Linked DNA regions of Mus musculus: all the other regions are linked to region 3. The links are chromatin contacts, called in public Hi-C maps. All regions are on one chromosome and are shown on one strand. The core of a region is the stretch at or near the end of the contact, and the rest is flanking DNA. Distances in the headings are between cores, read along the strand shown.

Evidence for each region. A called contact is a pair of places that touch in the nucleus more often than the background predicts.
Region 1: a contact with region 3 is called in a Hi-C map of cerebral cortex, with 2.7 times the contacts expected there. The contact joins two enhancer-like sites. A contact is called at or near these places in 5 of 484 Hi-C or Micro-C datasets (the G1E-ER4 cell line, bone marrow-derived macrophages, cerebral cortex and 1 more) and 1 of 115 datasets of contacts at active chromatin or transcription factors (embryonic stem cells).
Region 2: a contact with region 3 is called in a Hi-C map of cortical neurons. The contact joins two enhancer-like sites. A contact is called at or near these places in 2 of 39 promoter capture datasets (embryonic stem cells and stem cell-derived epiblast-like cells), 1 of 15 datasets of contacts at CTCF or cohesin (large pre-B cells), 4 of 484 Hi-C or Micro-C datasets (the G1E-ER4 cell line, cerebellum, cortical neurons and 1 more), 3 of 115 datasets of contacts at active chromatin or transcription factors (double positive thymocytes and embryonic stem cells) and 1 of 9 other capture datasets (embryonic stem cells).

The regions. Positions count from the first base shown.
Region 1 is chr11:60,383,369-60,387,069 of GRCm38.p6, forward strand. It overlaps Drc3 (dynein regulatory complex subunit 3), which reads left to right. Exons shown (of 14, transcript NM_029044.2): 10 at 846-977. Among named protein-coding and RNA genes, the nearest start is that of Atpaf2, 32 kb to the right of the region's middle. Within about 2 kb of position 1,918, at least 66 of the 459 cell types and tissues checked have an H3K27ac peak or open chromatin away from gene starts, as enhancers often do. A contact at or near this core is called in cerebral cortex, where this site is marked.
Region 2 is chr11:60,246,631-60,249,974 of GRCm38.p6, forward strand. Tom1l2 (target of myb1-like 2 (chicken)) reads right to left here. Exons shown (of 15, transcript NM_153080.3): 8 at 2,301-2,434. Among named protein-coding and RNA genes, the nearest start is that of Gm38501, 11 kb to the right of the region's middle. Within about 2 kb of position 1,666, at least 48 of the 459 cell types and tissues checked have an H3K27ac peak or open chromatin away from gene starts, as enhancers often do. A contact at or near this core is called in cortical neurons and double positive thymocytes, where this site is marked.
Region 3 is chr11:59,884,356-59,887,835 of GRCm38.p6, forward strand. No RefSeq gene overlaps it. Among named protein-coding and RNA genes, the nearest start is that of 1810063I02Rik, 35 kb to the right of the region's middle. Within about 2 kb of position 1,481, at least 107 of the 459 cell types and tissues checked have an H3K27ac peak or open chromatin away from gene starts, as enhancers often do. A contact at or near this core is called in cerebral cortex, cortical neurons and double positive thymocytes, where this site is marked.

The DNA.
Region 1 (3,701 bases), core at 668-3,167, 500 kb after region 3:
TGGAGATGTGATTTGCTGGTAAAGTTTAATTTACTTTGTTGCTGTCTAAGGTTTTCTTTTTTTCTTTTTCATTTGTGTAGTTTCTGAGTTTTGGTTTGTGGGCTCATTCCAGCCCCAAACTACAAATCTTAGGCTGGCCTCAAACTCCTGATCCTCTTTCATTTGCTCTCTCTGTCGCACAAGTGCCGGGGTTACACGCATGTGCCATCATGCCTGCTATGAGTCTTTATTTATTTATTTATTTATTTATTTATTTATTTATTTCTATTTTATGTGTACGGGTGTTTTGTCTGCCTGTGTGTCCGTGCCCTGCTTACATGCCTGGTACCCAGAGAGGCCAGAAGAGGGCATCAGAGCCTCAGGAACAGGATTTACAGTTTTGAGCTACCATATGGGTGCTGGGAATTGACCCTAGGTTCTCTGGAAAAGTAGCAAGTGTTTTTACCTGCTGAGCTATCTATTCAGCCCTATGAATCAGTTTTTAAAGCTTGATTTGCACAGACTGCCCCCAACCTTGGCTCCCATCTCTCCCGATAAGAATATCTTCCCTCCTCCTGGCACTGTGAAAGAGGCTGGCCCACAGGAGTTTCATCTTCTTCTTCCAGGGAGGTAAGGGTAGGTCTGAGTGCTCTTTTCATGCTTGCCACTTCCAGGTGCCTTTGTATACAGTGTGCCAGAGCAGCAGGCAGCGTCCCCAGAGCTGTCAGAGCTAGCACATGGCAGGCTGACACTTGAACTTGGCCCTTCACCTCTAGACTCTAAGTTTTTACCCATAAAACCAAATCATCACTTCCTACTACACTGTTAACTACTGAGTCCCCCCAAGTGCGGATTTCTATTTGTAGAACTTAAATGCCATCCGGGAAGAGACTGATCTGTCCAACATCGAGAAGAAGCTGACGGAGTGCACTGAGAGCATCGGTGAGCTGTTCAACACACTCATGATCCTGGAGATGCAGCTGGTGGAACAGCTGGAGGTAGAGTCAGACTAGCATATATCCAGGGGCCCCCGCATGCAGCTGCAGAACCCTGCAAGCACGCCCTCCACAGGCTCCTCTCCCCTGTGTCCAGTGTGACCCAGTGGACACACAGGAGAGGACTGGACAGATGGAGACTGGTGGGTCACTAGCACTCACTGGCCAAATGGCTTAGTAAACATGAAGAGTTCCAGGCCAGCGAGAGAAAAAGGCGAACGGTGCCTGAGGTTGTCCTTTGCCTTCATCCAGGGCCACAGGCACATATAATGTGTACACCCCACCATATAATGAGCATGAGCATGTATACATACTCATATGTGAGTGCATGCACGTGCACACATGCACACACACATGTGCACACACACACACACACACCACAAAATCACCTTTTACCAAAATTATTAAAATACCTTAAAGTCAGGGGCTGGGTATAGCTCAGTGCTTGCTTTGCACAGACAAGGCCCTGGATTCCATCCTCAGCAATGCAAAAGAGAGGGGGTGGGGCGAGGAGGGAGAGGAGACAGGAGGAAAAGGAACACACTGCTCTCTTTGCTGCCTCGGAAAGGATTCTTATGGAGAATGAGAGGTGAACTCAGTCCTCTGAAAATCTCCCCTCCTCCATCCTAAAACAGGCTCAGCAGAGTACAGATTTCTTATTAGACCCAAGGGGAAGTTCAGGAGCTTATAAGACAGGTGGACCTGCACTCGGGAGACAAACAAAGGCTCATCAGTGCCGCAGCCTGTGCCTGCTGTCTCGGGGTGGGCGATGTCGGGAGGCTGCCGCTTGGCCCCAACTTGGGAGAATGAAAAAGCCCAGGCATCTCAAGAGCATCTGTGTGCCAGGGTGACTTGTGTGTGTGCACGCAGCCAGGCTGGGGGCTGGACGCTGCATGATGAATTGGACCTCCTCAGATGCTGCCACAGCCGGGCCAAGAGCCGGTGCCTAATCAATTCCTCACACATCAAATGGCACTTCCTACGCAGAATGGATCTGCTGTCGCACAGCACAGCAGCCGCTCGTTTCCCACTGGGAACTGCTCTGCTCAAGTACTGCAGAAGCAGTGCATGCAGGGGAGGGTTGCTGGGGGCTTCCAGTCCTTTCAAGCAGGGAGATTATTTTCAGTGGCCAAACACTTCTCAGGTTCTTGCTCTCATCCTGGCCATGTTGCCAGTCACCTGGTCACCTGAAGCTGGAAGATTCTAGTCCGTGCTTCCAACAACCTTACTTGTATTCATCAAAATGCTGTGCATGAGCGCGCGCGCGCGTGCACACACACACACACACACACACACACACACACACACACACACGAGAATGGGCTCATTTGTACTGCATACAGACAGGTTTTGGGCTCCTGTGATGCCCTGCATCAGTGCTGAGGCTATGAAGGGTCAGGAAAGCGTCTTCCAGAGGAGGGTTCCTAATCACGTTCTTATTACTCTCTCAACAATATTGAGATTTGTTTTGGCCCCAAGTGCTCTGCTAAGCACTAGGGACAGCAGTTAGTTGTTGGAAGTCTAGGGTGACTGTCAGCACTTACCCAAGCTCCTGGATCTGCCAGATATGTGGTAAATCATTATGCATGATATAGCTCATTTACCCCACTAGCCACCATGGTACTACATAGAAAAACTGTCTCATATGTGAGGAAGTAGAGGCCGAGAGAGATTAAATGAGCTCTCTGGAATAGAGCTGGCTCTCGAAATTGCTCTCCATGGCCCTTGTGGAGAGGATGGGCAGATGCTGCTGAGAGGCCTAGAAGGAAAGGCTTCATTCAGGGGGGAGGGGGTGCGGCCAGGATATTTGGTCCTGGTGGAGGCAGCTACATGGGCAAGAGGCCCAGGACAGGGCTGGCAAGATGGTCCTGCTCAGTGGAGAAAGGTTCTTATCACCAAGCCTGATGACCTCAGTTTGATTCCAGGGACCCGTGTGGTTAAGGAAAGGACAGACTCCAGCAAACTGTCCTCTGACCTACACACGCACACACACACACACACACACACACACACACACACACAGAGAGAGAGAGAGAGAGAGAGAGAGAGAAGTGTAAATTAAAAAAATAAAACAAAACAAAACAAAAAAAACAGCCGGGCAGTGGTAGCTCACGATTTTAATCACAGCACTTGGGAGGCAGAGGCAGGCGGATTTCTGAGTTCGAGGCCAGCCTGGTCTACAGAGTGAGTTCCAGGACAGCCAGGGCTACACAGAGAAACTCTGTCTCGAAAACAAAACAAAACAAAACAAAAACAAACAAAACCACACACACACACACACAAAACAAAAAAAAAAACAAAAACAAACAAAAAACCCACCTAAAACCCAGTGGCAGTAGCCATAGAGATGCTTATTGGTTAAAAGCACTTGTTGCTCTTGCAGAGGGCCTGACTTTGGTTCCTAGAACCCTCATGGCAGCTCTCAAAGTTGGTAGCTCCAGTTCTAGAGGATACAGTGCCTCTTTCTGACTTCTGTAGGCACCAGGCAGACACATGGCACATACACATACATGCAGGCAAAATATTCAAATGCATACAATAAGTAAATCTAAAAAAAAAAAAAAAGCAATAGTGACAACATGAACATTCAAGGGGGTGGTGAACTGAGACTGGAAAGCGACAGAACTCTGGGAGCGGGTGAGGGGCAGGGGCAAGGGTCAGTCCTTAGCCATCTGCCCTACAAAGGCAAGGAGTCTGTGATTTGCCGGGCGTGGTGGCGCACGCCTT
Region 2 (3,344 bases), core at 416-2,915, 360 kb after region 3:
GCAGAGTTGTGTGGCAAAGAGGGGTGCTTTAGGTAAGAGTGGAAAACACCAGTGTACCAGAGAAAGCATGCTTAGGCTCTGGCCAGCATCTGAAAGAAAGAAAGAAAAAAAAAACGGAAAAGAAGACAGGCTTGACTCAAGGTGGGCAGACCTAAGTGAACCATGGCAGCTCCGAGACTGCACCCTTCATTTATTTGTTTGTTTATTTATTTGTTTGTTTGTTTTTATAGGTCAGGGATAGTGACACATGCCTTTAATCCTAGCACTTAGGAGGTACAGGCAGGAGATCTTTATGAGTTCAAGGCCCGCCTGTTCTACAAAGTTTGTGCCAGGACAGCCAGGACTACATAGAGAGATCCTGTTTTAAAAACAAACAAACAAATAAACAAACACAACAACAACATCAACAAAACCTCCCACAAGATTTGCAGGAGCCAGAGGAGTGAAGGACACCAGAACAAGTCCCACAGGTCCTCTATGTGAGTCTGTGCTAGGTCCTCTGCATGGGTCTGTGCTAGGTCCTCTGCGTGGGTCTGTGCTAGGTCCTCTGCGTGGGTCTGTGCTAGGTCCTCTGCGTGGGTCTGTGCTAGGTCCTCTGCGTGGGTCTGTGCTAGGTCCTCTGCATGGGTCTGTGCTAGGTCCTCTGCGTGGGTCTGTGCTAGGTCCTCTGCATGTGTCTGTGCTAGGTCCTCTGCGTGGGTCTGTGCTAGGTCCTCTGCATGGGCCTGTGCTAGGTCCTCTATGTGAATCTGTGCTAGGTTCTCTGCATGGGTCTGTGCTAGGTCCTCTGCGTGTGTCTGTGCTAGGTCCTCTGCATGTGTCTGTGCTAGGTCCTCTGCGTGGGTCTGTGCTAGGTCCTCTGTGTGGGTCTGTGCTAGGTCCTCTGTGTGGGTCTGTGCTAGGTCCTCTGTCTGTATGTTATGGTGTTAACTTGGTGTTTTAGCTGGACTCCTAACAGTAGGAGTAGGGGGTGGTGTCTCTGACTCTTTGGCCTGCTCTTGGGACACCTCTCCTCCTCCTCACCTTGGTATGAGGGTTTGTGTCGAGTCTTATCCCACCTTATATGCTGAACTCAGTTGATATCCCTGGGAGACCTGCTCTTTTCTGAAGGGACAGAGGAGGAAGGAATGGATCTGAGGGAGAGGGGGTGGGGACTGGGCGGAGTCAAAGGAGGTATTGAAAAAAATAAATAAAACAAAAACAAAACAAAAAGAGAACTAGAAAGACTACATGGGCATGGTGGTGGGTAACTGTAATCTGAGCATTTGGGGAGAGACTGGGGCAGGAAGGTCAAGAGTTCAAGGCCAGTCTGAGACACGTGTGTGTGTGTGTGTGTGTGTGTGTGTGTGTGTGTGTGTGTTGCAGAGGTGCTTCTGACATCTTTGTAATGCAGCCCAATGGGCTTATGGGCAGCAGTCACACATCACACATTATTTCCTGCTGTACATCTCCAGTGAAGGGTTACATGGAACTACTGGGTTAGAGAGCCTCCAAAGCAAACAGTGCCTGTGTTCTGTTCTTACTTATGTCATAGCACTGTCCTCTGACAAACTTATACAGAAACCTGCCAGTCAGCAGAGTGAGTGGCTACAGCCTCCAAGGGGCTCACACTGCTGTCAGGCTCCTTTAATGGAGAAGGCTGGCCTAGAGTCAAAGCAAGCCACAACCCTGGGCCAATTGGGAAGTGCCTAAATCGGTACAGATGGGAGCAGTTTTCCACACTACCCACGTAAAGCTAGGTCCAGAAGAAACCAAAAAAAAAAAACCAACTTTGTCCTGTGGGAGGCTTCGGGAAGAAAAAAGAGGGTTCAAGTTTATCACTTTAAGTGGTTTGGCTGCAGGAAGAAGTGAAGAAAAGTGTGTTTCCCCAGAGAAACAGTGCTCACATCCAGCCTACTTCACTCAATACCCCAGAAGTACTGACATTTACAAAGGGAATGATCTTTTTTCAAGACTAGAAATAGAGGAAATCCTGTTCTTTAGTAAAGGTTCCCCTCCCCCAGTCCTTTTCAAATTCAAAGGATCATCAAAGGAGCAGGTGCAAACCCTGTCTCAGCCCTCCCTGGGACTCACAGGGAGCAGAGGTGGAGGCTGCAGTCAGCTGCCTGCTCTTCTGTTCTCTGGAGAACAAGAAGCACTTTTTCTGTCATCCAAGAGCAAATGAGCATCTCTGATGACTACTCCCCACCTCTAACACCTCCCAGGCTCCCAGGCTCCTCTCCCTGCTTTGTTTATGAATGAACTTCCTCTGATACACCAATCATCTTCTCAAGGAGAAGACCCCGAGGACTTTGCCCCACCTCTCATAGCGGAGGAAGACATTGTTGAGGTCATCGTTGACGTGCAGCAGCTCCTCGGTGACCTCCTCATTGGACACTCGGGAGATGAGCTCCACTATGCGGTGCTGCATGGCTCGGCAGGTCCTGTTCAATTCCTAGGGAACATATGCACTTCTGGCAGGGCCTGCTGGGAATGCTTTTCTCACATTCCACTGCCTTTGAAAGGATTTGCACTGTTTCTTGAAAGTCACAGAAGGAGTACATGCTTGTTCATAAAATCAGGCGTGTGCAGAATGTGAAGTTAACAGCTTCCTCCTCTCCTGCCTCAGAGGAAGCAAGTAGTTCTGTAGGCTTGCGAGCATGTGCAACCACACACACACACACACACACACACACACACACAATGACGGACACACACATGCACGCATTCACACAGATACCCAGACACACACACAGAGATGCACACTCACACGTGCACACACACACATACACACACACACCTCTGAGCATACACAAGTATGTTAGTACAAGTCATTTTTAAAAAGAATATTTAATGCAAATAAATTTGGAAATCAATATGGGATACCTATAAAGATACAATTTAGTAAGGCTATTTAAGCAGATATATTCCTATAATTCCACTAAAAACAAAACAATTAATTAAACCATCACATACAGAAAAAAGCTTTGGATGGCTGAAATAATACCATAACAACCATTTTGCTTTGTCTTTGTCAGTTAAGCTTTCGCCTGTGTTTGATTTGAGTTATAAAGTTAAACCATCACTCTCTAGTGTTAAGGTTGCACCACACAGCTGGGCAGTGGTGGCACACACTTTTAATCCCAGCACTTGGGAGGCAGAGGCAGGTGGATTTCTGAGTTCGAGGCCAGTCTGGTCTACAGAGTGAGTTCCAGAACAGCCAGGGCTACACAGAGAAACCCTGTCTAAAAAACAAAAAACAAAAAAACAAAAAAAACCCACCAAAAACCAAAAAAACAAAGAAACAAAAAAAACCCTGCAACCAATCCCCCTGAACGACTACCAACAACCAACCAACATCTCAG
Region 3 (3,480 bases), core at 231-2,730:
TTGTTCATCTTCAGTGCCAACAGGGAGCCAGGGTATCAATGGGGTAGAGTGGGACTTCCCTGAGGAGGGCTGTGACCTCAGTTCCTATCAGCTTCTTTCTTGACACTGTCTGATGTTAGGTTCCCCCAGCTTTGGCTTCCAGCCCATCTGCTGTCAATGGTTACTGGAGCTTGGGTCAACTTCATGCTGAGCAACTGCCCAGCCTGTTCCCAGGGTGTCAGCTGAGGTAGATACCCCTGTGTACGCAAAGCCTTTCATTACTGCCAAGTCCTCATCTCTGCCTCCTGCCTAGCCCAGCTCCTCTGACCTCACTAGCTACTCACCACCACTTTGGTTGGAGCCTGTATCCCACCACAAAGCCTCTACACTACACTTCCCTCCTCCAGAGGCTGAGGTGGGTGAAGACTGCTCTTCAACAGTGTTCGGACACCAGGTCTTTCTTAAATGGCATCCTTTGCCTAAACTTGGACCTCTCCACCTCCAGCTTCTGGGCCACCACCTGCAACTCTCCTTCATTTGGGGGGAAAGGCTATGTCCCTAACCCCTAAGATCCCAAAGGAACAGAGATGGAGAGGAAGAAGAGAGATGGACAGATATTTAAATAGGACACAAGAAAAAGGGGAATTTGCAGGGCAGGGCAGGTGATAAGAAGGGCCATGAGGGAAGGGCACAGTTCAGAAAGCTGAAGACCATGGAGGGACTAAGAACTAAGACAAGGCCCGCGCAGCCTTGTGCAGAAGGGTAGGCCCGTGGGAAAGGGTAGAGGAGCACGGTGATGGCACCCAACCTCCTGTGACAGTGACACCCCCACCGTCCCAAGAATATAAACATCCTGAAGGCATCATCCTGCATGGCCTCCCGCAACCACACAGAGATATCCATGTGATAGCACAGGCAGTGTTTAAACAGCTGTAGCCATCGGCAGCTGGTCTCACATGGAGGCGCCCCAGAGCCATATGAAAACAGGAGCCTGCAGCCATGATTAGCCCTGGATTCTTGAGAAAAGCTTCTTGTGGAGGAAGGAGAGCACTTAAAGGAGCGAGAGCACAGGGCTTGGGGGCGCTCCTGGGCCATATGGCACCGGAAGCTCCGTGGGAGGGTGTTCCGGAAGCATGGAGGGCTTCTGGGAAAGGCAGACAAGTTCAGAGGCCGCGTAGTCTTTTCTGGGGCTTCTGACCATCTGTTGCCCTGTTGCCCTTGCAGGTTTCCTCTCTCTGGGGCCCCAGGAAGTAGCTGGTGGCTCTGCCTGGCCATTAATTCACCCATTTTGTTCTTCCCCAGGCTCTGAGCCCTGTGCTGAATATTCAGACTGGCTGCCTGATTTACCCCTGCCTGCGTTTGAGTGGTTCTATTTATAAAGCCCCAAGGATAGCTGACGAAAACGGTGAAGAAGAAACAAAATTTTCAGAGTTTAAAGGCACTATGCCAGCTGTTTGTTTGGAAAATAGGATGACGTCTATTCTCAGTTCCTGGCCTTCCCCTGGGACTGGGGAAGTCAGATTAGGCTGAGGCGTAGCTACCCGCAGAGCTGGACCACACATCACGCCCTTCTGTACCCACGACTTCAGAAACATTGTTTCTCCTTTGCTGACCTTGGATAGTGAAGGATGTTCTCCCTGCAGAGCACTCCAAATCCTTCCTGGGTTCTCCTATTGCATCCTTCTCCATCCCCTTTGGCTAAGGTGCCATGTCTTAGTGTTCTAGTGCTGTGAAGTGACGTCATGACCACTGTAACTCTTATAAAGGAACACATTTCACTGGAGCTGTCTTAGTTTCAGAAGTTGAGTACATTGTCCTCATGGCAGGCAGACATGGTGCTGGAGACATAGCTGAGAGTTCTACAACCAGATTACAGGCAGCAGAAAGAGTCAGGGCCGCTGGGTCTGGCTTGAGCATTTGGAACCTTAAAACCATACTTTTTCTAACGAAGCCACACCTCCTAATCCTTCTCCAGTGGTGCCACTCCCTGATGACTAAGCATTTAAATATATGAACCTATGGGGGCCACTCTTATTCACACACACCCAAAAAAAACCTCCACTTTTTCCTTGGAGGAGAGCCCTGCTAGGCCTTTTGCTGTGGGTTGGGAAAGTCTTGGGAATGGGGACCTGACGCTCAGGTGCCCTGCGATGCTGTGTAAAGCCTATGCTCAGATCTGGGAAGGAGGTATTGACCTCCTGGTCATTTTCTATGTGGCGCATCTTCCCTGGCTGATCCTTGACTTACTGTAAGGTGTGATGTGTTATACTTACTTCACCAAATGGAATGACTTTGAAGTCTCCTGTTTTGGTGTCTTCCCAGGCTGGTGCTAAGTGCTCCCTCCCACCCTCTCTTGAGATGCTGGCAGAGAGTGGTCCCACAGCTTCCAGGCAGCAGGTAACCAGGGCGATCAACCAGTTGTAGTGTGTGGCTGGACATGCATACAGGCTGATTGTGATGGTTTGAATAGAAATGGTCCCCACAGCCTCCTCTGCTTCACAGTTGGTGGAACTTTGTGGGGGAATTAGGAGGTATGGCCTTGTTGGAGGATTCCCAGTGTTCTCATTCTCTCTCTCTCTCTCTCTCTCTCTCTCTCTCTCTCTCTCTCCTACTTGTGGATCAGTCAGGATGTGATCTTTCTGCAGTCATGAATGCTAACCTTCAGAGGCCATAAACTAAAGTAAACACTTTCTTTTATGCCTTGATCATGGTGTTTTATCACAGCAATAGAAAAGTAACTTTAAGACAGAAGTTGGTACCAGGGAATGGGCTATTGTTGTGTCCTGACCATGCTCTTTATTAGAGGAATGTAGAAGACTTTGGGACTTTGGACTAAGAAAGCAGTTGAGTGTTATAAATGGGGCTTAATGGGCCATCACAGTAGGAACTTGGAAAGACAGTGAGTAGTGATAAGAGACACGTTGATTATGGGGGCTCAGCTAAAGGTTTCAAAGGGGAACAATGCTAGCAACTGGTATAAGGCTATTCTTGTGATATTTGGGCAAATATGGCTTTCTGCCTTGTCCTAACAATTTTCCTGAGGCTAAATTGAAAGCTTTAGACTAATTTCCTTAGTGGGGGGGTGTAGTGGCTATTCCTGGTTGTCAACTTGACAATATTTGGAATGAACTACAATCCGGAATTGGAAGGCTCACCAGTGACCCTTATCTGGAGGCTTGGAGATCCTTATCTGGATCTTGGTTTGAAGATCTTGAGCCATATTGGCTATGGATTCCAGAAGATTGAATCTCCGAGTTTAAGGAACACACCTTTAATCTGGGCTACGCCTTTCATCTGGGATTAAAGGTGTGGTGGAACACACCTTTAATCTGGGCTACACCTTCTGCTGGAGACAATATAAGGACATTGGAAGAAGGGAGTCTAGCTCTTGCTCCTGCTCCTTCGCCTGCTTGCTGCGTGAGACTGAGTAACTGCTAGATCCTTGGACTTCCATTCACAGCTGTGACTGAACGATTGTTGGGAATTGAGCTGCCGACTGTA